Regions from separate parts of the Sus scrofa genome. Here regions 1, 3 and 4 are each linked to region 2. Evidence: chromatin contacts called from public Hi-C and promoter capture Hi-C data. All regions are on one chromosome and are shown on one strand. The core of a region is the stretch at or near the end of the contact, and the rest is flanking DNA. Distances in the headings are between cores, read along the strand shown.

Region 1 (6,779 bases), core at 3,045-5,544, 300 kb before region 2:
TGGGGGGCAGGAGTTCCCGCTGTGGTGCAACAGGATCGGCAGCATCTCTGCAGCACCAGGATGCAGGCCCGGCTCAGTGGATTAAAGGATCCAGTGTTGCTGCAACTTCAGTGTAGGTCGCAGCTGCGGCTCAGATTTGATCCTGCCTGGGAACTCCATATGCCATGGGACTGCCAAAAAAGAAAAAGAATTGGGGGCAGACAGCAAACGGGTTGCTGTTCTAGGAGCAAAGGAATATCTGATAAGCCAGGGCACTGACCACTCAGGGAGTCGGAGCTTCTGAACCAGAAACCAGTATGACTCTTTCAGCTGCTGGATCTGGGCAGGATCTGCTAGGGAATTCCTGAGAGGGGTCACTGGGGAAATGTGGAGAGTTCAGGGCAGCGGTTTTTTATCTACTAGTCTAGAAATGTTTCAATATTTTACTGGGGCCAGGCCAGCCCCCAAGTGCTGACTTTCTGCACCTACACTAGGTGAGGCCCCTGTTTTCGATCCTGACTCAGAAACAGAGCCTGGTGCTCACCTCAGCTCCTCTGCCCTCTTCCCTGTAGATCGCCCTCTGCCATTTCTTCTTCAACATCTCGGGCATCCTGCTGTGGTACCCAGTGCCCTGCATGCGCCTGCCCATCCGCATGGCCAAGGCGCTGGGGAAACGTACCGCCAAATACCGCTGGTTCGCCGTCCTCTATCTCCTCCTGTGCTTCCTGCTGCTGCCCTCGCTGGTGTTTGGCATCTCCATGGCAGGCTGGCAGGCCATGGTAGGTGTGGGCGCACCCTTCGGAGCCCTGCTGGCCTTTGTGGTACTTGTCAACATGCTGCAGAGCCGCAGCCCAGGGCACCTGCCCAAGTGGCTACAGACTTGGGACTTCCTGCCTCGGTGGATGCACTCCCTGCAGCCCCTGGACCGCCTCATCGCCCGTGCCACCTTGTGCTGTGCCAGGCCCGAGCCCCGCTCACCCCCATTGCCTACCAGAGTCTTCCTGGAGGAGCTGCCCCCTGCCACACCCTCCCCTCGCCTCGCAATGCCTGCTCATCTCAATGCCACCCGTCTCTAGGCTCTAGCCCAGACTGGGAAGGGCCTGTGCCTGGTGCCCTGGGTGGAAGGGCAGCAGGGTGTGTCTGTGAGCTCTGGGCATGTGCCTGTCCTTGTGCAGGTCCTGGGAGGTTTGGGCTTGTGTGACTGAGAGTCAGTGCGCGTGTACATGTGGGCATGTTGGGGTGAGCCTGTGTGTCAGCCTGCCCATATGCACCCCCAGAGGGGCTGCTGTGTGCTAGCTGCAGGGTACCTGGGTATGATTTTGAGTACTTTGCACATGCATTTGGAGGCCTGCGCTTGTGTCCTGTGTACGCACAACTCTGACTGGGCTGGGTGGGAGTAAGCATGAGTCTGAGGATGTGACCAGCACCTGTTTGCTCATGCATAGATATGGGTGCCTGAGTCACTGCCTAAATTCTCACCCCCTCCCTGCCAGCTTCCTTCCTCTATTAAGCTATTTTCCTCACCTTTACCCCAGGTTTTCTGCATCACTGCTACAACCCCCTTCCCCTTCCCTGATTAAAAAAAAAAAAAAAAAAAAAAAACTAAAAGAGGGAGTTCCCTGGTGGCCTAGTAGTTAAGGATTCTGTTGTCACTGCTGAGGCTCCAGTTTGATCCCTGGCCTAAGGAACTTCCACATTTGTTGGGTTCGGCCAAAATACGCCCCCCTCACAAACTCTCACTGTGCACTTAGAAGTCTTTGATTTCCAGGAGTTCCCGTCGTGGCGCAGTGGTTAACGAATCCGACTAGGAACCATGAGGTTGCGGGTTCGGTCCCTGCCCTTGCTCAGTGGGTTAACGATCCGGCGTTGCCATGAGCTGTGGTGTAGGTTGCAGACGCGGCTCGGATCCCGCGTTGCTGTGGCTCTGGCGTAGGCCGGTGGCTACAGCTCCGATTCGACCCCTAGCCTGGGAACCTCCATATGCCGTGGGAGCGGCCCAAAGAAATAGCAACAACAACAACAACAAAAAAGACAAAAAGACCAAAAAAAAAAAAAAAAAAAAAAGAAGTCTTTGATTTCCATCTGGGGGAAGGAGAGATAATGGTTTGGGGTTCAGCAGCACTATCTCCCCTTCCAAAGATAGTCTGCCACGTCCTGGAGGAGCCAGCCTGTAAGCTCATCCCAGCAATCGTCCTGGCCCTGCCTAATGAGTCCAGTCCACAATTCAAACTCCCAGGAAGCCCCCAACAGGGCCAAGCATAAGGAAGGCTCTCTGCATCTCCATTCCTCAACCCCACCTAGCTGCCCTCCTCCAGTCTCTATCTGCCTTTGCACTCACCCACATCATTGTCTCTCTGCCTCCTTCTGGGATAAAATCAGTTCTCCAGAAAACAAGTGACAGGTGAGGGCTTGTCAGGGCCACTGGGGGAAGGGACAGGGAGGTGGAGATGGGCAAGAGAGGCCATGCTCTGGGTCTCGGTGGAGCAGAGACCAGCTACTCACGCTCCCACCTTGATCCTCTACCTTTGGGCAATAAACCAGGCCTCATTTAAACCCACTCAAGTTTTCCAATTCCTCCTCCTCCTTTATAGAGCCCCCTGAGCTGAGGCCTGCAGGGGGAGGGTCAAGGACTAGGGGGTGCTAAACTTCCTCCCTCTTGTCTAGGGACATCTCTGGAGCCTTTGGCCCCCAAGGGAGCAGGAAGGCTGTAGGGCCCCAGATTCAGCTCTGATGTTCTGGAGTGTGTGCCTCCCTCTTCCCCACCTCCAGCCCCTTTGAATTATGTGGGGAGAGATGCAAGGGCTTTGGAGCCCCAAAGCTGCTCTCCAAGCTACTAGGCCCACTCTGCCACCCACTCATAACTCTTGCTAGTTCTTCCTCTAGTCACCTGGAGAGGGTGAGAAGTATGAGGGCCTCCAGCCTGGGCAGTGGTGTGTGTGTGTGTGTGGGGACTTCCTTCACGGTTCGTCCTGCACAGACTTGTGTAAAATTTTGTAAGAAAGGATGCCCAAGACTGAACTAGAGGATTTGAGAAGGCCGCCCCTTCCTCAGCTTGGGTGTCCCTAGTACCCCGGGAAGGTGCCAAGGCCCTTGGACTCTGGCCTAAGGAGTTAGGCCAGGGGCAGGGCACTCGTGGCAGGGCCTGGTGTAGGGCTCAGGAGACTGGGAAGAGTGAACTTCCAACTTCACCAGGTAATCCTTCTACAAGGATCTTCTGATAAACTGGTTTCCTCATCTGCAACCCCACGCCCACCCCGCCACTCGCTCGCAATCGGAGGACTGGTCTGCCACGCCCAGATCAGACTTTATTTGGGGGCTGGTTGGCAGTCTTGCTAGGTGCCCTGAGAGCGCAGCCCATGGATCAGCTCGTGCATGGTCTTGTTGAGAATGCCTCCGTGCACGCCACGCCGGCCCATAAGCACTAGGAGCGCGCGCGGCGTGTGGCCCACGCAGACCGCGCGCCCGTCCAACCCTTTGGTGCGTGCGTCCAGCACGCAGTCGCCCTCAGCCAGCAGGTGGTCGCGGATGACGCAGCATCGGCGGCCCGCTACGCTCAGGCCCGCCTGCAGGAAGGTGCGCCGATCTGGCCCTATGAGCACACCCACCTCCTGCGGTGAGATGGCTGCCAGCAGGCCCCCGGGCCGCGATGCCCACACGCAGCGATTGTCCGAGTGGCCCACGATGGCCACGTCGTCGATGCGCTGGTCCCGCAGCACTGCACTAATGTAGCCTTTCCAGTCGCCCATTCCGGCTCAGAGTGCGCCGTGGACTTTCGCGGGTTGTCCTCCCGGACTGCTCCGCTACTATGACGTATTGAGGGGCGGGGTTGTGACGTTGACATAAAGGCGATGGAGAATGGGGTGGGGGGTGGGGTGGCGTTGGTATCCTATGTCCGATGACGTTCTAAAGTTAGCCCGAAGGAGCGAATCGTTTAAAAAAAAATCCTCAAAAATAAAAATTAAATGGCCCATCGAGCACAGCACACAAGTTTAAGAACAAAAAGAACAGGGCCATGTCTGAACAGCCGGACCTCTAGGCCTGGTAAACTTTCAGCCCCCAGAACGTGTTTCCTAAACATGAGGAGCCTTAGAATCTCCTGGAAAGCTGTCAGATTGCTAGGCTCCCGACTCAAGAGTTTCTTATTCTGCAGTGTGAGATGTAGCAGATATTATGCATTTCCAACAAGTTCCCTGGAGATGCTGCTGCCCGTCCAGGAACCGTACTTTGAGACCCACTGCCCTAATGGTCTTCCACGATGTCAGCCTTAAGGGTCCATGCAACCTTTTTTTTTTTTTTTTTTCTTTCTGCTTTTTAGGGCCGCACCCACAACATACGGAGATTCCCAGGGGTTGAATTGGAGCTACAGCTGCCGGCCTATGCCACAGCCACAGCAACACCAGATCCAAGCTGCCTCAGGGACCACCCCACAGCTCACAGCAACGCTGGATCCTTAACCCACTAAACAAGGCTAGGGATCAAACCTGCGTCTTCATGGATACTAGTCAGATTCTTTTCAGCTGAACCACGACGGGAATTCCCCACACAACTCTTTTAATGTTAAGTACTTCCAACCACGGTTCTCAACCTCTCCACAAATAGAATCATCTGGGGAGTGTTTTTAAAATACTGTTACCCTCCTAGCCCCATCCCTGGAGATACTGATTTAATTGATTTGAAGTGGCTGTTGGTCATAGGTTCAAAAAGCTCCCCAAGGTGATTTTGATGTACAGTGGAGATTGAGAACTCCTGTTGGACAAACTTAAAATATGAGTTTCAGACAAAGACTAGTATAAGGAGTCACCCTGCATAGGGCTTGGTACACAGTGCGGCTCAGCAAACGTCAGCTGGACATGAATCTAAATCTTGTATAAGATGTCAAAAGATTCCATGTTCTCTGAGGGGGTGTGGAGAAGTTGAGCATCGGTTTACAGTCTTGGCATTTCCCAAAGGGGCCCCTGAAGAGTTAGCTGTGCCTTTCAAGCATCTTCAAAAGCACTTTATTGAGTGCGTATGACATTCCTGGAGCCAGCCGGGCTGGCAGCGCTGGGGGGAATAGAACACAATACTTGCTGTCCATAATCACGCCCCAGCCACCTTTCCATTCCAGAACTGCCCAGGAGGGAAAGACGAGTCCCTGGGAGGTCAGGAAGTGGTGTGCTCCTGGATCCAGGCCAAGTAGTTGGCCACGTCCGTGTACACACCGGGCTTGAGGCGGTCGCCACAACCTGAACCCCAACTGACGATGCCTCTCAGGACGAGCTGGCGCTCTGCGGTCTCGTCTTCACACACCAGAGGGCCACCGGAGTCACCCTGGGTCGAGGACACGCGGCTCAGTGCCCTTGGCTTGGGGTCTGGACTTGCACGGGTTGGGGGAGGGCGCCAATCAGGCGGAGGGCTCACCTGGCACGCGTCGGTGCCGCCTTCGAGGAAACCAGCGCAGAGCATGCCGGGAGTGAAAGCGGCTCCGTGCACGTCGGCGGCGGAGCAGCGCTCCGGACTGATGAGCGGCACCTGAGCCTCCTGCAGGAAACTGGAATATTCCTCCGCCCCTGCAAACCAAGGGCGCCTTCCTCACACCCCTCCCGACTCCGCTCGCTGTCCAGGCCACGGACCTGGCTGTGTCAGGCTCTTCTAATCCCTGCTAATCTCCTGCTTTCCGCAGAAACCCCCAGAGGGAGGGAGTTGCTTTTAACACCATTTCATAGACGAGAAAACTGAGGCCAGAGAGGAGCAGGGATGTGAATGGATCAGGTGGAAGCAGGGTGGCTTTGGAACCCCACCCCTACTTCCCATCCAGTGTCTCAAAACCCTGCTCCCCAACCTGCCCACCCATTGCTCCAGCGCGGGTCGGGAGTCCTAATTAGCCCTTGCAGCCCACTGCCTAGAGAAAATGGTGTGATTCTCCTGGTACTTTTCAAGCGATTTGGACCCCCCCACAACAGTGAACCAAGCCTTTGTAGAAGACTGCAGAGACGACGGCCCTGAACAACCCACCAGGTCAGCCCCATCTGTCCCTGGTGGTACCAATCCCTCGGGCTTCCCTTGGCTACTCTGGTGGCCAGAAGTCTCCCTCCCGACCCAGCCGTTCTAATACCTTCGAACTGATGGCCCCAGCCGGCCACCTCGCAGAGCGCGCCTTCGGGTTCGGCGGAGCTGGCGACACTTCTTGGCAGGCATACCGGCTGAACGAAAGGCGACGGGTGTGCGCAGCAGCCGTCCGCTGTCTCCTTCAGGCGTACCAGAGCTAACCCAGCCCGGGAGGAGGGTGAGCCCGGGATGCTGGGACTTCGGAGCCCTGCCCACCCTTCCTCTGATCCCCGCGGGGCGCCCCCACGCACCCAGGTCGTGCTGGTAGGTCTTGGGTGAGTAGGACTCGTGCAGGCGGTAGGAGCGCACTGCCAGCGTTTGGCACTGCTCACAACTCTGATTATGGCGGTCCTGGCCGAGCACCACAGTCAGCTCCTCCGGCGCCGGTCTGCGGGCAGGGTTGGAAAAAGGAAGAGCGCTCATTGCGGGCCACAAGCATCCTCCGGGAACCCCTTCTTCCCAGCCCCTTCTTGCGTTTCAGCTTCCTTCTGGGGAGCCCCTCCTGGGGTTTCAGCTTCCTCCTGGGGAGCTCTGAAAGGGAGAAGAGGGAAAGGTGGAGCAGGGACGCGGGGAGGTAGGGCATGTGTAGCAAGGAAGCTGGCACAGAGGAGAGACGCGCTAGGGATCCCGGGCCGGGAACTGAGCGCGTGGGCACTCGCCGGTTCTGCAGGCAGTGAGCCGCGGTCAGCACCCAACAGGGGGCGATGAGACTG
Region 2 (6,773 bases), core at 4,187-6,686:
GGGGTGGGGTGGGAAGGTGGCAAAGGCTCCAGTTCCCAGTGTTCATTCACCTTTCTTGCCACTTGGTTCAAACTAGGTCTGTGCCAAGTACTAGGGCCCCTGAGCCAGTCACCATTTACTGTACAGTGATGTGTAGAGTGCCTGCCTCCGGGAGGAAGCTAAGGTGCCAAGGCCTGTGCCCCTGTGGCCCTTCCTGGAGGGTGGGGTAGGGAAGCAACACACACACACACACACACACACACACAGTAGGGATTGGGCTGGAAGAGTGCAGACATAGAGACAGAGGACAACAGAGAGACCTCTGCAGTGGTGTGCAAGACAGCTGAGTACAGAAAAGGCACAGGGAGACTGGAGGAGGGAGAGTAAATTTCTTTGAGAGCGGGGTGGAGGGGAGGTTGCTGCAGTAATAGGGAACATCTTCCAAAGAAGGTGCAGGCCCCATAGAGACGATTCAGATTGCATAGCCCACGGCCCTGCTGGGTGGAGGCTTAGCTGTTGGTATCGGATTCAAGAAAGAAAAAGGATGTGCTGTTTCTTGCAATAAAACCAAAAAAAGTGGACTATGTCATGAGAGGTGAGGTTTGACTGTGGTGGGAGTTCAGAGGAGAGCTGGCTCATGCACCAGGCGATAGGGTGGCGCTGGGGTTGACAAAGGTTGACTAAACTTTGGTCACGCACTTCCAAGCGCTCTCTCTCTCTCTCTCTCTCTCTCTGGCTGTGCCCATAGCATGCAGAAGTTCCTGGGCTAGGGATCGAACCTGTGCCACAGCGGTGACAACACCAGATCTTTAATCCACTAAGCCATCATGGAACTCCACGAGTTCTCTTTATGACTCTGCCTTCCTGTGTCCTTCCTTGTGCAGTCCCATTCGAGCAAGAATCCTGCGAAGTTTAGCCAGGGTCCCCATCCTCCGTATCTGTCACCCTCCACGTCTACTCGGTTCCTCAGCTTCCACCACCAGGTGATGTCTGATCACTGGCCTGCCTGCATGGAGAACCTTGGGAGGTCCGTTTAGCAAGTTCCCTTCTGCCCCCTGAGGTTTCCTTTTAGTAATTTTCCATCCACTGACCCCCCACCACCACCATTGGCTATAAATTCTACTTTTCCTTGTGTTTGGAGTTAAGCCTGCTCTTAGTCTCACCACATGGATACTAATCGTGTTCGTTAACCACTGAGCCATGACGGGAACTCCTCTCAGTCCTACCACAAAACCCCATTCCTGTAGCCCCTGCCCCTTGAATAAATTCTCCCTTATCACTCTTTAACAAATGTCATGAGTAACTTTTTTTTTTCTTTAATGAGGTCATCTCTGAGGAGTTCAAGTTGGATGGGAGAGTTCCTCAGGAGCAGAGTGCGATGAGGGCCCGGATTGGCCACTGGGGAGTGTGGGGGCAGGTCCAGGGAAGGGTCCTGTCTGGAAAGGGGCAAGAAGAGGCAAGCCAGATCCTGGACAGCCTGGCAAGTTGGCACAGGAGGATTTCACCTGTTGTGACTGGGTGGGTCCCTCAGACAGGGAAGAGGAAGGACCAGAACCAGGACCAGCTTTGTGTGTGTGTGTGACCTGTGCAGTGACCCAGGGCCCCATGCTCAAAGGGCCCTAGACTTGGTACAATGCTCGACTGTCACCATCTGGAACCTTATGACATTTGAAAAAAGGGCCTCACGCTTTCATTTTGCCCTAGGGCCCACAAGTGGCATGGACGCCCCTGGCCTGAACCAAAGCTTTGCAAGGAGAGGCAGGGACAGGGAGAAACAGGAGACTGGTTAGGACCCACGTGGAGAGCGGAAGGAAGAGCAGAGCCTTAGCAGGCAATTTGAGCTCCGAGGGCTGAGCCTTGAGGCTTCCAGTTTCTGCAGAAGGCAGGACCTGCACCATCTGCCATTACCCACATCCCACCAGCTATCAGGGGAAGGTTCATCTTTTCCTAGCCTGGCCTTTTTGGATGCACACTGGGAGGCAAAGAAGGCTATATTTTCAGGAGAGCACTTCACGACTTGTCTTTTTTGTCAAAAATCTTTTTTTTTCTTTTCTTTTTTCCTCTTTTTCTTTCTCCCTTCCTTCCTTCTTTCTCCTTTCCTTCTTTTCTTTCTTTCTTTCTTTCTTTCTTTCTTTCTTTCTTTCTTTCTTTCTTTCTTTCTTTCTTTCTCTAGTGTGCCTTTTGTGTACTGGCCTCCCTGCCCCTTGTAAATTTTTTTTTTTTTTAATTTCAGGCTGTTTAATTTTTTTTTTTTTTTAATTTTTTGGCCGCCCCACTGCATATGGAGTTCCCGGGCCATGGATCAGATCTGAGCTGCTGTTGCTACCTACAGATCCTTTAACCTACTGTGCTAGGCCAAGGATCGAACCTGTGTCTTGGTGCAACAGAGATGCTGCTGATGCCAAAACTCCCCCCTTGCTTTTTTTTTTTTTTTTTTTTTTTGTCTTTTTAGGGTGGCACCTGCATGTATATGAAGGTTCCCTGGCTAGGGGTTGAATCAGAGCTGTAGCCACCTGCCTACACTACAGCCACAGCAACTTGGGATCCAAGCCACGTCTGCAACCTACACCACAGCTCACTGCAATGCCAGATCCTTAACCCACTGAGTGAGGCCAGGGATCGAACCCATGTCCCCTCGGATACTAGTCGGATTTGTTTCCGCTGCACTGCAATGGGAACTCCCCCTTGCCATTTTAAATGCATAATTTACATACAGGAAAACTCACTGCTTTTACAGTGCAGAGAATTGTACAACCAATCCTACCCTCAAGATATAGAATAGTTCCATCATCACCCCCCCATTCCCTCTGCAGTCATCCTTTCTACCCCACCCTCAGGCAACCAGTGATCTGCTTTCTCTGCAATCTTGTGTTTTTCTTTTTTGCCCTTTTTGTGAGCGGTGCTTAATCCTATCTTAGGACCTATTACAAAGTAGTGAGTAAAACAATACAACATTGGTGTAAAAGTAAAACTACCTCAGGAAAAAAATGAAGAGCTGGAAATAGATTTCATTCCATAGAAATCTTATTATGAAAATGGGCTGCTTCAAAATGAGAGGGTAAGGAAAGATTCTTTAATAAGCAGTTTTGGGATAACTGGACAAAAATGTGGGAAAAAGATAAGTCACACTTAGCACCATCCTCTGAAAAACAAAATGGACATGTACGCGGAATTATTATTGTCTTTTGGCCACCTCTGGGTCATGTGGAAGTTCTCAAACCAGGGACAGAACCCTCACCAGAGCAGGGACAATGCCAGATCCTTTAACTACTAGACCACCAGGAAACTCCTTCTTAAATTTAAAAAATGGAATCTTAGGAAACTAGTAAAAGATAAAACAGACAATTATTGAGTTAGTGGAGAATAGCTGTTTTTCTGCTCTGAAGCAGCCACACTCCAACAAAACCCAACGAGGAGTTCCCTCTGTGTTGCAGTGGAAGAATCAGCCTGCAGAGACTTGTGTAACAGGGAGGTGGTGCCATCCCCTCCTGACTCGGGGAGGGGTGGGGGGAGAGTAGGTTAGAGAATCCCCTGTTGCTGCAGCTGCACCTAGATCGCAGCTGTGGCTCAGATTCAATCCCTGGCCTGAGAATTTCCATATGCTGCCAGTGTGGCCATAAAATGGAAAAAACAAAACCCCCCAAAACCCCAAGTCACCCAATTCCAACAAGGAAATACTGACAAATCAGAAAACGTGCACCCTGAAAAGTAACCAAAGCACGATGTAAGAGGAGCCACATACTGGGGGAAAAATGACACAGAGGTGAAAAAGCCTGATGTGTGAGCTGGGCTTCTAAGTTCTGGTTCTCACCCGTTGTGGCTGAGAGGCAGGCCAGGGCTCTCCCAGAGGAAGTGGTGAAGCCTGAGGCGTTCGCGGAGGGTTGTGAGGTCCTGCTGGCTTGGACGCAGCCTCAGCAGTCTCAGCCTCGGACTCGTGGCCCCAGGCAAGATTCACTCAGCCTTCCGCCCCCACGACTCTAGCCTGGGCCAGGACCACCCAGGCTCACCGTGCAGAGCAGACCCGCCTCTCCAGGATGCTGCGACGCTCACGCGGGCTCCAGGAGGTGCTGTGCACCGCCCTCTTCATTGCGTGTTTCGTCAGGTTTTGGAGCCGCAGTTTCCTCATTCATAAGTGGAGGATACTGGTCACTTCAGACTATTTCTGCACACCTACTGTGTTCCAAGCACATATGTTGGAGAATGTTGGAGATATAACAGCGATGATTAGAAAGTCCTGGCCTGGATGGAGCTTTTATCCTAAAAGAGGGTGTGTGTGTGTGTGTGTGTGTGTGTAGGGGGGTGGGGTGTTAGGGGCAGGAAGAACAAGAATAAGCAAATATACGCTCAAGATAATTTAAAGTTAAATGTTATAAAGAAAACAGGACTGGATTGTGCAAGTGCTATAGAGAAAACAAACCAAGATTGTGCAAGCGTGTTTTATGGGAGTGGGGAGGAGGCGTGGAGGGTTAGAGGGTAAAATGCCCTGGAATGAATCTGGTCTAAAAGAGAGCAGGAAGTTATGGAAAATGAGACCGAGTCTTTTCTCTTGCGCTCTTTCTAGTCCAAGTCCCTTAAGTCTGAGGAGGAGGTGGGAAACTTCTCTGCCTTTTCCCTGCAGAGGAAGGGGACCTGGGAGGGGGAATTCAGTCTTGGCCTGCGTTTGGGATCACTGCTTCCTCTCTCCTCCTTCCCAATCCTTATTTCTCCCTCCTTAGGGCAATTGTGCAACCCGTCTCCCCCCCAACTCCAAAAGGAGGGCGACCGATGGAGGGCAGCAGAGCAGGGGGTCGGTCTCTCACAGTAGAATTTAATTCTGTTGAACGCCCAGAGTATTAAGTCCGGGCTTAGAGGAGCAGCAGGGATAGGGCAGAAAAGAGGAACTTTTCTTTTAAACATCATTTGATATTTCAAAAAGAGAATCAAGGCGCTGTCGCGGGAAAGCCTAACCGTTGGATCGCTTACAGGCATTGTGTTGTTCAGTACTGTCTTTAATTTATTTTTTTATATTTTATTTTTTCCTGCTGTACAGCATGGGGATCAAGTTACTCTTACATGTACACATTTTCCCCCCCACCCTTTGTTCTATTGCAATATGAGTATCTAGACATAGTTCTCAAATGTCTTTATTTTAAACGAAGTTGGAGGGCGGGGAGGGGGGGGAGGCACAGTCATTTCTGGTTTAAGACTTCTGAACGAGGCGCCGCAGTGCGCACACCCGCTGGCCAGCAAGTGGGTCGCTCGGATTCCTTCCCGCTGAAGGGAAGGTTCGGGGCTCTGCCGGCGGCCCCGAGGGCCCAGGGGAGCACCTGCGCAGCGTCCCGACTTCGGGAGGTGAGGCAGCCAGCTGCCGCGGGGATCCTGCGGGCGACTCCAACCTTGGCACGCGGGAGGGGGAGGCTTGGCCACCCCTCCTTGAAGCCGCGAGTGGGCGAGTCCGGAGCTGCGGAGCAACGGCCAGTAGCTTCCGGTTCCGATGGCAGCGGCTCGGCGCCGGAAGCCAGGGCCAAGGCTGCGGGACCAGGTGAGAGGCCGCGAGCTTCCGGGAGGGGAGGTGCGACTAGAGGGCAGGGCGCGCCGGGACCACGGACTCGGGCGCTGGGGGCCCGTGTTTCGCTAGACTCCCAGCCTCCGGGTCTTCTCTGAAGCCCCGCGAATAAGCCCCCCGACCAGTCCTCTTTGCCCTTGTTTTCTCCACAGACGTCGGCCCAGGCTGGGAGTTGGACCCTCACAAACTCAGAACCTTCGAGGAGCCACCCTTGCTGGGGGAGTCGCTCGAACTCAGACGTCCCAATCTAGTGCGACCCGGCGGGGTCGGAGGTAACCCGTTACGGACGTGGGAGCCAGGCAGGGCATTCGACTAAGGTCTTTTGAAGGATGAGTAGGAGTTTGCCAGCAATTTGCATGTTCACGCAGGTGAAACTCCCAGTGGTGGCTGACGTCCAGAAAAACGGTGGGCTTTTACCTCGCTCCAGTTTTGGTTAATGACAAAAAATGTGACAAAAAAAAAAAAAAAAAAAGGTGTGCAATGAGAATAAGGAACAGGGTGAATTGATAGAGCGACAGGTGTGGGGTGGGGCAGAGGGGGCAGCATTAGATACTGTGGTCTAGGAGAGCGTCTCTGGAGAAATGACGTTTGCGTTTGAGACTCTGATAAGGAACTAGCCACAGGAAGATCTGGGAGTAGAGTGTTCCAGGCAGAGGGAACAGCCAGTGCAAAAGCTCTGAGGTAGACATAAACTGATGTTCAAGAAATAGAAGGAAGGAGTTCCCGTCGTGGCGCAGTGGTTAACGAATCCGACTAGGAACCATGAGGTTGTGGGTTCGATCCCTGGCCTTGCTCAGTGGGTTAAGGATCCGGCGTTGCCATGAGCGATGGTGTGGGTCGAAGACGCAGCTCGGATCCCGCGTGGCTGTGGCTGGTGGCTACAGCTCCAATTAGACCCCTAGCCTGGGAACCTCCATATGCCACGGATGCGGCCCTAAAAAAGGCAAAAAGACAAAGAAAAGAAATGGAAGGAAGGCTAGTGTGGTTGGAATATGGCCATTGAGGGGGAGAATGGTAGGAGCAGAGAGAGAGATTTTGGGCATAAAAAGGGTGGTGGAGTTCCTTGGTGGCTCAGTGGTTTAAGGATCCAGTGTTGTCACTGGTGCAGATTCAATCCCTGGCCTGGGAACTTCTGCATGCCTTGGGCGTGGCCAAAAAAGAAAAAAAGAAGGGTTTTTATTCTAAGTACAGTGGGAATCTATTGGGTTTTAAACAGAGGAGTGATGTGTAGGGTGAAAATGGATAAAGG
Region 3 (6,997 bases), core at 385-2,884, 280 kb before region 2:
TTTTTCAAGGTACTTATCTTTATTTCCCAAAGTATCCTAAATCCATGCACTTTCTCCATCTCCACTGCCACCTTCTTCCAAGCCGCCGCACTCTGTCTTCTCCCAACTGCTCCCTGTGCTTCCACTCCTGGCCCCTCTAAAAGTCCATTAGCTAGAGTGATCTTTTTAAAGTATAAATCATCCTAAGGCTCCCCATTTTATTTAGGGAAAACAACAAACTCCTCATCATTGATCTACAAAGCCTTCCAGGATCTACCTAGAATCCTTGCTCCTTCATCTCATCTCAGACTATTGGGCCTTGAAACTATACAGGCCTTCTTCCTGTTCCTTGAACATACCAAACTTACTCTAGGCTCAGGGTTTTGCACTTGCTGTTGCCTGTGCTTAAAACTGTTCCCCTAGATTTTTGCGTGGTTGAATCAATTCAAATGTCAACCTGAGATCATTTCTCCTCACTATTTTGTCTTGATGTCTTATTAGCACTTACCACTCCCTCAGACCATCCCACTTATTTGTTTATTTATAGGATTATCATCTTTATCCCTCTCCTAGAAGGTAGGCAGAGAGACTGGCTATCTTACTGGCACTACTGTATTCCCCAGCACCTGGCTCAGGGCCTGGCACAAGGTGCTGTTCTCTGTATTTTTGGATGATGAATGGATAGGGATCTGAGAAGCCTAGTTGAAGCTGGCTCTGCCTTACTAGCAAGTTTGGGCAAGCCTCCATTTCCTGGTGTGTGAAGTGAGGGTGGAGGGAGTAGGATGTTGAGTTAGAAGGTGTTGATCAGCTGTAAAATTTCGGCCTTATTTTCTCCCAACTTTTCTGCCTAGAGCCAGCCACTAGACCTCAGCTCCCCACCTGTACAATGGGTGTGAGCTCGTCCCTACGTCTTGGGGTGGTAGAGCTGCCTTATAAGGCAGCAGAGGCCGAGGGAGGGCGAGGCCCTGTGGGTGGAGAGAAATCACAACATCCGGCTGTGGGGGTAGGGCGGGGGCGCCCGCGGTGGCCCGGACGGAGGCCGAGGAGCAGCTAGGGAGGCCCCCAGCCTTCTCTGGGCCTCTCCCCGCTTCCGATGTGCGCCCTTCAAGATGGGCCGACCCAAAAGTATACGGCCGGATACACGGCCCGAACCTGCAGGAGGCCGGCCGGGAGGAGGCCCAGAACACTAAATGCATCCCCTAAAAACCCTGGAAAAGCCAAGGCGAGTCAAAGGGACCCGGGCCACACCCACAGCTAATAGCCCAATCAGAGTGCAGTGCTAAGGCTGACCGACGCTTCCTTCATCCAATCAAGTACAAGAATTCCAGGGCGTGACCCAGAGGACCCACCTCCGTTGTCCCAGCAGAGGGCTCGTCCCTAATTGGCAGTTCGGTATCCTACGAAGGCCCAGAAATTCGAACATAGAGGCTGAACCCCATCGTAGACCAACTAGGAAGATGTGACGTATTAAGTCCCGCCCCCCTGTTCCTTTGAACGAATCCCTGTCTCTGGGGGCGGGGGATGATGAAGAAGTTGTCTAATGGGAAGACGGCGCGGGGAGCACCCGCCCGGTTATTGGCCAAGTAAAGTAAACAGTGGGCGGGCCGGGGCGGGCCTGGCCGGCGCCGGGGTGGCCCCCGGGAGGGGGCGGAGAGTGAGCGGCGGGCGGCGGCGGCCGGGGAGGCCCGGGAGGCCGCGGCGCGGTCACTGCGAGCCGAGCCGAGCCGCGCCGCGCCGATCGTCATCCGGCCCCGGCTCCCTCGCGCGATCCCGGCCGGCGGCGCGGCCCGGCGGGCCCGGCGGCGCCGCAGCCCATGGAGCTCGAGAACATTGTAGCGAACACGGTGCTACTCAAGGCCCGGGAAGGTGAGGCGATCGGGTGCGGAGAACGCGGTCGCGCGGCCTCCGAGTTCCGCTGGGCGCCCTAGTCGCCCGATCCCCTAGGGCAGCTCTCTCCGCGCCCAGCATTTCGCTCAGACAGGGGCCCTTCCGGCCCATGGTCCTTCTCCGCACCTGCCCCCAGGGAGCCGGAGCCCAGGAAAGGGCGGGGGTCAGGCCGCCGCCCTCACGGCGCGCGCGCGTGCGCGCGTTTGTGTGTGTGTGTGTGTGTGTGTGTGTGTGCGTGCGTGTGTGTATGAGGGGGTGAGGGAAGGAGAGAGGAAGGAAGAGGGAAGGGTGGGACCTCAGTCCTGGAAGCCTCTCCCAGGTGAGAGAGGTAAGAAGATGCCCCAGGAAGGGGCAGCCTTCCCCACGTGCCCCGGGCCCAAACTCCGGCGCCCAGCCTGGATCGGCACAAAGTTAGTGCACGGGTAAAAGGTTTGGAGAATGAATTAACTAAGACTCTGCAGTAGCATAGCCCACCCGAGGCGGGGAAAGCTGGTCACATAGACTACCAGCAAGACGTCCTCTTGCTCAGTGCCTCAGGACACTGGGGACAGAGGGGAATGGGTCACTGTTTTTGCCTTCAGGAAGCCCAGACTAGTGGGGCAGAGGGGCACAGAAATAACTGGAAGCTGAGCTCTGAAGGAAGGGAGCATGCTGGGCTGGTGGGACTGAGTGCAAGGCCTGGCACAGGGAGCTGGCGGGGTGAACCTAGTGTTGCTGAGCTTTTCAGATGTTACCAGGCACCTGCTCTATGAGGATCCTGGGGACACAGAAGGACCAGACTGGCCCCCATTGCCTTGTGGTCAGTCTGCTCCTCACCTGCCATTGACCACCTCAGTAATGTAATCACTGAACACCTACTCTATGTCCTGTCCTATCCAGGGTGCTGGGGACCAGCAGAGAAGACACTTCTTTTCGGAACTCTAGGGCAGGGAGGTCAGGGCAGTTTTTCTACTCTTTGATGGGCTTCCAGGCTGAAAGAGCCATCTGCTTCACCTTTCTGATCTATTTTACAAGTGGGAAACCCAGGCTCGGCTCAGGGACTAGCCCCCAGGATGCAATGAGACGGGTTGACCCAGGCCTACGACATAGGATGTCCCCAGCACAGTCTGTAGGAAAACCAGAGGAACCCCCAACTGGCACAGCATCTGGTGCCCCCTGCCTGCCCATTGCAGGTTGACCCTGGGGAGGTGCTGCCTGGAAATGGGCACAGCAGGCTGGGTCCTCAGTGCCCAGAGCCTTCCTTATCTCCTGTCCTTTATCGAGTCCTGGGGCTAGGCCTTCCTCCCAGCCTCTGGGGGCATCTGCCGATTCTGTTCTGCCTCGTCATCCAGCCAGCCAGGGAGGAGGGGTGGGGAAAGCCTGGCCAGACCTCCCTCCCCAGGGCTGTAGTCAGTTCAGTCCTACTGAGAGCAGTGCTTTGCCTGGCCAGAGAGTGTGGGCACTTTCTGACAGGCCATGGGTGATGCACAGTGGGTTATGGCCAGACTGGGACCCGTGTCTTGGCTGGAATATCTGAACTGGCTCTGCCCCTCCCACCTGGGTAGCTGTAAACAAGTCTCTTCTCTCTGAACTTCAGTAACTCTTTTTGTGAAAGAGTTGGGAATGGGAACTGAAAACTAAAGGAAGCCCCGCTTGTCACTGAGTCCTGAATCCTGGTCCATAGACCAGGTGCATCAGAACCCCTTCGTGAGTTGGGTAACAGCTTGGGCCGGGCTTTTGCCAGCTTCCTAAGTGATCTGAGGCTCCGAGTGTTTTGGGATTGTATGTATTCAGAGAACACCTGAGAGATGCCTTGCACATTTGTGGTGGGAGAGGAGCTTTGGTTGTGGTCCCAGTGAGCTGGATTGGACTCCTCCAGGCTTTGGGACTTTGGACAAATCGATTCATTTGAGGGCCTGTTTTCTCATAAGATTGGGCCGGGTCTGGCGGAGTTGCTGTGAGGATGAAGTGGGGTGGCACTGGGGGTCCCCCTTCCTTTCCCAGGCTCTCAGAGAAACAGGGAGCGGACCGGGCTGGGTGGGGAGGAGCCCCCTTGACTCTGGTGGCAGTTCCAGGACAGGATATTTGCATGTGACTCTTTGCTGCTGCCTTGATGTGGCTGGGAGGAGGGAGGAGGAAGTAACTGGTGGGGGTAGCAGGCGGATGGAGGGTTGGGTGAGGGACCTGCGGGGGTGGGGGCGGAGTTCCCCTTCTGGGGAGGCCTTGCCCTGGATTGGGGGTGGGGGGTCTGTTGCTCACTTACAGTGGAGCAATGACTGGCATATGCTGGGTGTGGGCTGCAGGAGAGCCGCTAGCAGGTTTCCCAATGGGTACCCTGCAAGACTTCCTCCTCCAGACAGCTTAGGTCAGAAAGCCCATCAGGGGACACAACCTTGCCCTATCCCTAGAAGATGGCTCCTCCTCCTGCACCACGTGCCTTCGGCCAGGCCAGATGGAAACAAAGCTGGGGAAACCACAGGGGAAACTGAGGCCAGGCAAGGGAAAGGGGTGGCTTGAGGTCGCCCTTGAGTTTCAGAGCTGGGGCCCACCTCTAGCCACAGCTCTGCTGGATACTGGATAGGCTCTCGGTCACCCTCACAATACCTCTGGAGATGGCTTTGGACCTCAAGTACACATGGAGAAATTGAGGTCCCTAGAGGACAAGCGATGGGCTTGAAGTGTAAAGTGGAAGTTCAAACCCAGGTCTGTGAGATTTCAAGACTCAGGCCCCTTCCACCATTTTCAACTCCATGACCCACAGGCCACAGCTGGCTAGCTCTTTAATGTGTTGTGTTTATTTGGCTACAGTGGGTTTTAAAATACAGGAACCAATCTTTCATATAACAGCCTGGACCCCCAACTGATTTTGAAAGTCAGAAGAGCTGGCCACCCTGAGCCAGCATTCCTGCCTAGAAACAGTCAAGCAATCAGCTGCAGCTACCCCTGTTCGAAGCGCAAGCCGAGTCTGGTTCACCACACGCCCTACCCCTCCCTGTTGTCTCCCATTTACCATACCCTGGCTCTGGCTCTGTAGGCATTTGCACTGCTACCCTGGTCTCAACAGCTACAATGAGGGGTCAGCTAGGTAAAATGGGGCAGGTACCCAGGAAAGCAGGGGTAGGCATCCTGAGTGCCAGCCTTCCTGGTGCCACTTTGAGACTCTGATAGCTCTGGTGCAGGGCCTGGAATAGAGGCCTGGAGCCTCCCTGGGCCCCAAGCTGCCCTTTGCCCCTGGCATCTCTCAGGCATGATCCCATGTCCTGGAACATCTCCCTCCTGGGCCATGACTTACACAGTTCTCACCACTGTCCTGTCCTTCTCTTTCTCCACCTGGGAAAGTCCTACCGGGTAGGAAGCAGCTGAGGCTTGCCAGAGCTTCCTGGAACCCCTCCCTCCCCCAGCCACCTGGACTCCATTGCCTCTCCTGGCTCTTCCAGCCCAGGAGCCCCTAGCAGGAAGGCCCAGGGGACCATGTGCGTCCTCCAGTGGGGACATGTTGGAGCATGTGGAAGGAAGGCCTGAGGTGCCTCCCAGAGTGGGTTTGGCCTAGGTCAGGCCCTGAAGGCCTCTGGACCGCACTGAGGGTGGCCGGGAGGCCATAGCAGGACTTGAGACCCAGTGCCTGACCCAGCATCCGTTTGCTGTTTACTCCAACAGGCGGTGGCGGGAATCGCAAAGGCAAAAGCAAGAAATGGCGGCAGATGTTGCAGTTCCCCCACATCAGCCAGTGTGAAGAGCTGCGGCTCAGCCTTGGTGAGGCCTGAGTAGAGACTGGGGGGTGGGGCAGGGGGGCAGTGCCATGCAGAGGTGAGAGGATCCTGCTGGTGCCGGGGCAGCCCCCCTGGAGACTTTGCTTTGGGGTGGAGGACCGGGTTGAGGGGTTTCGGGGAGCGGAGAGACTGAGGCTGCACCACCCAACCCAGTTTCAGTTCCTGGGCTTAGGATGGGTGGAGGGCAGAGAGCACACAGGACAGCAGGGGGCGGTTGGGGTAGGTGTTGGAGGGGGTGGGACGGGGTCAGATTTGAGGCCATCTGCGGGAAGCAGCGGAAGGGAGGGCCAGGCCCGGATGAGCAGGGCTCAGAGGACGGAGGGTGTGGCGGGGGCTGGAGTCAGCCCACAGATCAACTGCCCGGGGAACCCCAGGCCTGTGCTCAGCTCCACCCAGCCCTGTCCTGGGGGTGCCCAGCAAAGCCTTGATCAGAAGGACCCAGGCCCCCTCTGACAGCCTGCACGTGGGCTGGGAGTACCATCCCCGGGTCGGAGGCCTAGCCTCGAGCTTGCCGGAAGCCACAGCTTCCTCCCACACTTTCGCCAGGCAGGCAGCAGGTGTGGGCTGGGCCCGGGCCGGGCCGGAACCTCACAGACCGCACCCAACCCCAGCACTGTGACGTATGCAAGTGGTGTGAACCAGGACACAGCGGCCGGAAGTGAGGACCCAGGCCCTGGAGCCATACTCCTGGCTGTGTGACCTTGGGCTAGTCACTTAGCCTCTGGGCCTCGGAGTCCCAAGCTGTGATGGCAATAACAGTAGTGCCACCTCAGTGCTGTGGTGAGGGCTCTAAAGGAGATAACGGTTGCCATACTGGGGGGCCGGAAGCTGTTGGTGGGGGCCCCGGGCCTGGCAGTGTGGACAGGAGCGCCCTGCCAGCAGGCTCCAGGTCCGGGAACCCAGCGGCTCCCACCTCTGCCTGCAGAGCGTGACTACCACAGCCTGTGCGAGCGGCAGCCCATTGGGCGCCTGCTGTTCCGAGAGTTCTGCGCCACGAGGCCCGAGCTGACCCGTTGCACTGCCTTCCTGGACGGGGTGGTGAGTGCAGCCCAGCCCAACATCGAGGGTGGGCAGGGGTCTCAGGCCATGTGTGCCTTGTCTCCCCACACCTGTTTCTCCACCCAAACCCCAAGCTGCTCTGCCTCCCACCCTGCAGGCTGAGTATGAAGTGACCCCAGATGAGAAGCGGAAGGCATGTGGGCGGCGGCTGATGCAGAATTTTCTGAGCCACACGGTCAGTGAGCACTGATGGAGGGATGAGGGCAGAGCTCAGCGATGGGGAGAGGAATGACCACAGTCTGGGCAGAGACTGCCCTGGAGCTGCTCCAGGCTCACTGGGCAGCTCTGTAGGCATGGAGCCCAGCAGGGTGGGCCAGGGCTCT
Region 4 (6,845 bases), core at 4,102-6,601, 480 kb after region 2:
TGGAAACGGAAACTTTTGTGGCAGAAGAGTGATCCCAAAACATGGGGCAGTTATGAAAACCGTGGCAGGACAACAGACAACTGCCCCTCGCCTCTCATCCTCCTCTAGGGTAACACGCTAGGGCACCCCTCTGACACAGTTGGTGGCTCCCCAATAGCTATTTACAAGTTCCCTGCCTCACTAAGCTGCAATGTTATTGCCACGGGCAATATGCCAGACTCAGAGGACAAAACAAGACTGAGCAAAGCCTCCTGCAGCCACCCCATCACTCTTGCCAGTGACAGGATGAGGGTGATCACAGGCCCTGGTTCTGGCTGGTGGTTATAAAGAAAGTCCCCTGACTCCAACAACAAAAAAAAATGCCACCTGAGATGGCTTTGTTCCTACTCTCTCCCCTTCTACCCTGGCTGTTTTTTCGTTTTGTTTTGTTTTGTTTGTTTTTTGTTTTTGTTTTGTTTTGGGGTTTTTTTTTTTGTCTTTTTCTAGAGCCACGCCTGCGGCATATGGAGGTTCCCAGTCTAGGGGTCCAATCAGAGCTATAGCCGCCGGCCTACAGCACAGCCACAGCAACGCCAGATCTGAGCTGCGTCTGTGACCTACACCACAGCTCATGGCAAACGCCGAATCATTAACCCACTGAGCAGAGCCAGGGATCGAACCCACAACTTCATGTTTCCTAGTCGGGTTCGTTAACCACTGTGCCATGATGGGAACTCCCTACCCTGGCTATTCTTCTGTGAAGACACAAACTTGGAGCTGCAGCAGCCATCTTGTGACCATGAGAAAAGGCCAGGAAAATGGCAGGCACTGACCTGGCACCCAGCTGTGGCCAAGTCACTGAACTAACCCAGGATCTGCAGGCTGACTTCCAGGCATCCCTGGTTACGCAAGATAAATTCAATGACTGTATTGTTTAAGGGAGTAGACTTGGGGATTCTGTTCCTTGCCATCAAAAGCAGACTTACCAACACTCTCCTCTACATTCTCTTATTTGCTCATCACTACACAGGTAGTTGTGACCATCTTATCAGAGAAGGGGAAGTTGAAGAGGTTAGATGCCAGATCTAGTAAACTGTGGGACTGAGACCCTAAGTATCCTCTACCTTCTCTGCCCGCTGGTATAAATTCATTCAGTTTATAGATTCCCCAACTGCAAGAACAATGCTGCAAATCTTCAAAGCCCGTGTGTAAAAATCCAATTCACTGATTCCAAAATATGTTTGTGAAAGGGACGCCCCAACAGTTGGCTCGTTCCAAACATGCTGCTATTGGAGTTCCCGTCGTGGCGCAGTAGTTAACAAATCCGACTAGGAACCATGATGGTTGCAGGTTCGATCCCTGGCCTTGCTCAGTGGGATCCAGCGTTGCCGTGAGCTGTGGTGTAGGTTGCAGATGCGGCTCAGATCCCGCGTTGCTGTGGCTCTGGCGTAGGCCAGCAGCTACAGCTCCGATTGGACCCCTAGCCTGGGAGCCTCCGTAGGCCGAGGGAGCGGCCCTAGAAAAGGCAAAAAGACAAAACAAACAAACAAACAAACAAAAAAAAAAAACCTAAAAAAAAAATGCTGCTATTATTATAAAGCTCTCCCAGGTTATTGCCAAAAAACCAGGACAAGTAAAAGAAAAGAGTGGAGAGATAAAGTGAGCGTGCCAGGAAGTAATTGGAAAGAAACTTTCTTGGTTTGGGAGCCAGGAAATGTCAAGGAAATAAACGTAGCTATGATTTACGCTCCATCTCCAGTTTGCCCTGGGATTCAAAAACTGGCATTTTTATTAACATGTACACCAACAGAGCAGTCCTGACAAGTGACAAGCTGCCACAGAGGCCAAAAAAGCTACATTTGATTCTGGGTTTTATGGTAACTTCACTAATATATGTAGCTGCTGGTAGGGAGGAAAAGGCTTGAATTTTACCCTAAGTCTCTAGGTTTTTCATGTTTTCAGACTGATTGGTCTGGACAATGGAAGACCAATAGCCAACAATAAATCCATTGTAAGCTGGAAATAGTTTCCTCTGAATACAACTAAATATTTCTTTAATCCTTGCATTAAAATTTTTACTGTAGCATGGCAGCTATTTTATTTACGCTAAAATGTCAGCTTTTGTAATACTGTACCTACAGGTATAACTAACGGGGGGGGGGGGGTTGATTGCCAAGGCGGGATACTTAAAGTACTTTAAAAGCATACTATCAGATGCTTGTTTGGCATTTATATTTTTGGGTCATACTGAAGATACTATTGTTAATGACTCTTGCTCAAAAATCTTGCTTTCATGTTCTGAAAACCATTTCTTTTATTTTGCACCCTGGGAAGGCTCTTTAACAATCATGAGTTATCATGAATATTCCTTTTTTGGAGCTTCTGTATCTATGTTATCAGGCACATCAGCCAGTCCCAAAGAAGTTATTTCAGTTCTGTTCCCAAGGGAACAAAGGCAGTGGGTCCCATATTAACAGTGGCTTTTGTTGGCTAATTTTTTATTTATTTTTTCTAACATTAAAGTAGTATACGGTTGGCAAGGATTTCTCTTCTTTAATTTGGACGTGGTTTCTGCCTCCAAAACTCTGAAAACAAGCTTGTTGGTAAAAGAACAAGCTGCAGGCGACCTCATATACACAATTACTTCAGCACGGGCTGAAAAAAATGCGTCACCGAGAACAAATTAGAACTGAAAAACATGTTCAAGCACAAATGTTCTTTCTTTAAGAGATTTTCAGTTCATTATTTATTTGCCCTTCATCTCAAATCATTTTTTAAAATGATCTTCACATCTATTTACAGCTAATTACCAGCCCCCCACTATGCTCCTCCTACAATCCCCTCATCTCAGGGTCACCGGCCAGGCTGTGTACACTTCCCAGCCAGCGACCTTTGTGAGAAGAAGGGCTAGGAGCAGGAACAGACAGGTGGGCACCCTGGGAAAGAGATGCCTTCTCGCAGGGAACACCCAAACAGCCACAAGCTCAACCCCAACTACATTCACAGTGTGGCATCTCAGACGCTCCAAGCTGAGACTCCTCAACCCCAAGCTTGGTTAGCTGGTAGCACGACGTGCTGAGGTGTGTCCTATACTAATGGCAGCCTGTTGAATAGCCTAGAGAATTTCAAGTAGAAATCCTAGGATTTGAAAATTGCCTTGCCCTTTCTAATGAATAGGAGAGAAGGGGGGCAGATGGGGAGACAGAGAGAAAAAGAATATTCTGCCCAGTAAGTCCTTGGAAGCAGGATGAAACCCCTGCAGTCTCTCCTGTGATCTGCACACAGTTCAAGACTTGAGAATCCACACTTGTAAGAAATGGCAGCTTTCCCAGGAACCCCACCTCACCCCAAGAGAAAGGACACAATTTGCGAGTGCCTTGTAAAAGGTTTGACAGGGATTTCTCATTGACCCAATCAAAGCTCACCGTTTATTTTTACTAAGAGGGGGCCCCCTACTTGAAAGAACAGCCACTGTTAGAGCACCAACAGGTAGAAATTTTACTGGTCCTCCATAAATCAATTCAATGCCCTAGTCTCTAAGGATTTGCCAAAAAGATAATGGGCTGTAATTAGAAGCCATCACCAGCAGGGCTCCTGAGCCATTTCTGAAAGTCTGCAGGCATTTTTCTGAAGAATGTAGGAAATCATTCCAGGAAGCAGCAATTTTCCCCCAAACCAAGCTAGAAGAGATTTAATACTGGCTTAAATTAAAGTGAGACGAAAAAATAGGTATGGTGAAAAAGAAGGCATGATGCACTCTCCTCCTGTTCCCCCAAAGAATCGGAATTAACTCAACAGTGGACACACAGCTCAACACACTAGTAAAGATCACAGCTGGGTACAATTCAGGAGAAGTAGTAACCAGCCTGCCCTCTTTCTCCTCCACTTTGAAACACTGCGGTGCTTTTCATACTACAATTGAGGATGCCCCTTTGGGGAATATGCTTGGGATCTTGGGGAGCCCTCTTTCCCAGGAAGAAGAGGATGGCTCAGGCAAGGGAGGCCAGCACAGCCAGAAGCGCTCCACAGCCCATCACCACGGTTCTATGGGGAGCAGTCCCGGTGCACAAAAGGTGGAGTTTGGATGAACAAGATGGGTGAGGGGTTCCTGGTTTGAAGACACACAGCAGCGAGTTTAACAGAAGTGAGTCTGCCAATGCAAATGCAGGGAAATTTAGGATCCGCTGTGTCCAGATTGCCCAGGTGGCGTCAACTGGAACCAGAATCTGGGTTTTCGGGCTCCAACTGTTTTTTCTTCCTCCCACTCTACCAAGTGAGATTGGCACACACACACACACCCCACACACACATGGCACACACCCCCCCACACACACACACACACAGGTCTCGGATGCACGTGGGGTGCGCTGAGCCCAAGCAGCCCCAGGCAGAGCACAGCATCTCCAAGATGGAACTATTCCAAAACACTTTCCTGCGGGCGGGGAAGGCAGACCGGGCAAGCTAGATTGACCACGTCCCTCCAGAGGCCTCTGTCCTGGGGAATGACTGAGGTTTCCCTCCACCGTGGCCGCCGGTCTGCTGGGGGTCCCACGCCTCTCCAGGTTCATCTACTTTGGGAAAACGAGCTGCTCCTGGTGACAACTCACTTGACACTTCCCGCAAGAGCCTCTTCATTTTCCCGGCACAGATACGAAGTCGGGCGCTCAACGCTAACTAGAAGCCACCCGTCAGAGCGCACACACCCGCGGAGACTTGCCCCCCCCGCCCCCGCCCTGATGTGTTATTTCAAAGTCCACAATCTTTCCTCTTCCTCCCCCTGCTGGTCCCCGAGACTGCCCTTCTAGCTCGATTTTCCCGCAGGCCGACCCTGAGGCTGGAGCGCAGATAGCAGGACCCCTTGGGGGCGGGCACCCGGGTCTGCTGCCCGCGTGCAGATGGTCCGGACGCACTAGCGCGCCCACAGCCTGCGGGCGACCCCGCCGCAGTGAGACGCCTCCCTGAGCAGAGACACTCCCCGCCCCACGCGCGGCACCTTACCTCGCGCAGCAGGCGCTCCAGGTGCGGCTCCACCCAGGCAGGCAGGGCATCTGGTGGCTCCGCGCGCCGCAGCAGCTCCCGTTCCTCCTCGAGCGCCGCCACCCGGCCCTGCAGCGCGGCCGCCTGGACGCCCAGCAGCAGACAGGCGGCCGCCGAGCCCGCGGAAAGCAGCAGGCACAGCGCGCTCACCGCCCAGGCCCCGGCTGCCGTCGCGGGGCGCCCCGCGCCACCGCCGCCCGCCGGGCCGCCCTTCCGCACGCCGCCGGCGCGCTGGCCGGGACCCATGGCGTGCTCGTCTCGCGTGGGCGCTCGGAAGGGGAGGTGCACAGAGCGGGGATCGCGGGCTGAGCGTGCGGAGAGCCCGAGGCACGAGGTCGGCTGGGTGCTGGGCTTGGTCTCCGGGCAGCAGCGGACCGCGGCTCACGCCCCCTTCCCAGCCGCCAGCTCCTCCACAGCGGCCACTTTGGGCAGTTTCCTCTATGCAAATAGACCCTGCCAGAAAAGGAGCCGAGACCCACCCAGGGGAGGAGCGGCCTGGCCGGCCCCGCGCGGCGAGGGGCGGGGGCGGGAAGAGAGCTGGCTCTTCCGAGCCCCCGGCGCGCGCCTTGTGGACCCCGCGCGCCACGCGCCCCTCCGCCTTCACCTGCCCCGGGCCCCAGGCGGCACCTACTCCGGGGGCGCACCTCTGCCGACTCCCCAGACCGGGTCCCAAGTGCTCTCCCAAGAGGTATGAGGTGCGCTTACTGACTCAGAGCGTCTTCTGCAGCCCACCCCTGACTGCGGCATCTTTCGTGCGTACGGAAAATTTCCTTCAACTTGTGAATTAACTTTTCTGACACTTTTTTTCAAAAGTTCGAAACTTCAAACCCAGTGGAAAACTTAGTTAATCCGTCCTAGGTGATGCCCTAGCGCCGCTTGGTGGCGGAAAGCGACCTCTTGAGCACTTAGAGACGCAGAGTCTGAATTGCGCCAAACGAAAAGATTCTCCTTAGAATTTTTATACTCCCGTCACTTATTAGTGGCCAGACACGTGGTGCTGGAAACAGACGTTGTAAGACCTTGTTCCTGACCTAGAGAAGGCTTCTATTTGAGATTTTAACAAATGGAAAAGATAGGGGGAACAAACTTCAACTTTGTTGAGCTGGTGGCTTAATTCTGTAGTGGAAGCACAACTTGGCCCAAAGTAATCATCCAGTACGCACCACATTTAACCTACATTGCTATTCTGATGCAAATGTACACCACAGGGTTAAAGTAGGAAAGCCTGAAGAGGAATCAAGTGGCCCAGTTTTTTTCAAGGAATAAGACAAAGCTGGAAGTCAGGCACATTCTCTGCTGGCTCAAATTCCTACCAGGCATGGTATATCCTAAGATGGGTCCCCCATAACTCTTCCACTAACTCCAGTAATACTCAAATAAAAACAACAGCCTAGCCTGGATCTTTGTAATTTGGGCAAACACACAATTACTTTTGAGAAAAAGACCTGTTGTATCTTCCCTCTTTGAGTATCTTTTTATTAGACTCTGTGGATGAATTACTTATCTCGTAAAACTGTTGAGGACCTTCAGCTGACATATTCTTCCTTACTCTCTTAATTCAGAGGGGAAAATTACTTCTGAGATTGAAATAAAACAGGAGTGGTTGGCATCTCACCTCAGCAACTGTGTAGCTGTGACTTTAAGTATATTGGGGCTACAGTTAGGTTATTACACAGAGATAGGTCCTGCTAAAATCGAGTGTATGCCCAATAAATAGCCCTCAAAGTACTTGCTCAGCAAACTGGACTGTCTTCTTGGAAAAAAGGTCAACACTGTACTACAAGTTGTCACTTCACTCTTGCTACAAACACATAGGTCAGTTTGTCCAT

The links. Promoter capture Hi-C pulls out the DNA fragments that hold promoters and counts their contacts. Hi-C and Micro-C count contacts between places; a contact is called where the count stands out from the background.
Region 1: a contact with region 2 is called in a Hi-C map of epiblast stem cells, with 1.6 times the contacts expected there. The contact joins the promoter of PFN3 here to the promoter of RMND5B in region 2. A contact is called at or near these places in 3 of 47 Hi-C or Micro-C datasets (embryonic fibroblasts, epiblast stem cells and liver).
Region 3: a promoter capture Hi-C map of fetal liver shows a contact between it and region 2, with 2.5 times the contacts expected there. The contact joins the promoter of GRK6 here to the promoter of RMND5B in region 2. A contact is called at or near these places in 1 of 5 promoter capture datasets (fetal liver) and 1 of 47 Hi-C or Micro-C datasets (liver).
Region 4: a promoter capture Hi-C map of liver shows a contact between it and region 2, with 4 times the contacts expected there. The contact joins the promoter of COL23A1 here to the promoter of RMND5B in region 2. A contact is called at or near these places in 1 of 5 promoter capture datasets (liver) and 1 of 47 Hi-C or Micro-C datasets (embryonic fibroblasts).

Annotation. Positions count from the first base shown.
Region 1 is chr2:80,543,010-80,549,788 of Sscrofa11.1, reverse strand. PFN3 (profilin-3) reads right to left here and starts at 4,294. Exons shown (of 1, transcript XM_013992193.2): 1 at 3,265-4,294. The coding sequence starts at 3,725. The coding sequence ends at 3,312. It overlaps F12 (coagulation factor XII), which reads right to left. Exons shown (of 14, transcript NM_214242.1): 10 at 6,726-6,779; 11 at 6,318-6,454; 12 at 6,074-6,223; 13 at 5,380-5,528; 14 at 4,963-5,289. The coding sequence ends at 5,122. It overlaps SLC34A1 (solute carrier family 34 member 1), which reads left to right. Exons shown (of 13, transcript NM_001044623.1): 13 at 552-1,555. The coding sequence ends at 1,055.
Region 2 is chr2:80,245,727-80,252,499 of Sscrofa11.1, reverse strand. RMND5B (required for meiotic nuclear division 5 homolog B (S. cerevisiae)) reads left to right here and starts at 5,436. Exons shown (of 11, transcript NM_001243800.1): 1 at 5,436-5,500; 2 at 5,677-5,796. It overlaps N4BP3 (NEDD4-binding protein 3), which reads left to right. Exons shown (of 5, transcript XM_003123673.4): 5 at 1-1,266.
Region 3 is chr2:80,521,845-80,528,841 of Sscrofa11.1, reverse strand. GRK6 (G protein-coupled receptor kinase 6) reads left to right here and starts at 1,634. Exons shown (of 17, transcript XR_002341730.1): 1 at 1,634-1,845; 2 at 5,503-5,598; 3 at 6,541-6,653; 4 at 6,772-6,849. It also overlaps a transcript of F12 not described here.
Region 4 is chr2:79,764,766-79,771,610 of Sscrofa11.1, reverse strand. It overlaps COL23A1 (collagen alpha-1(XXIII) chain), which reads right to left and starts at 5,351. Exons shown (of 27, transcript XM_021084365.1): 1 at 4,978-5,351. The coding sequence starts at 5,262.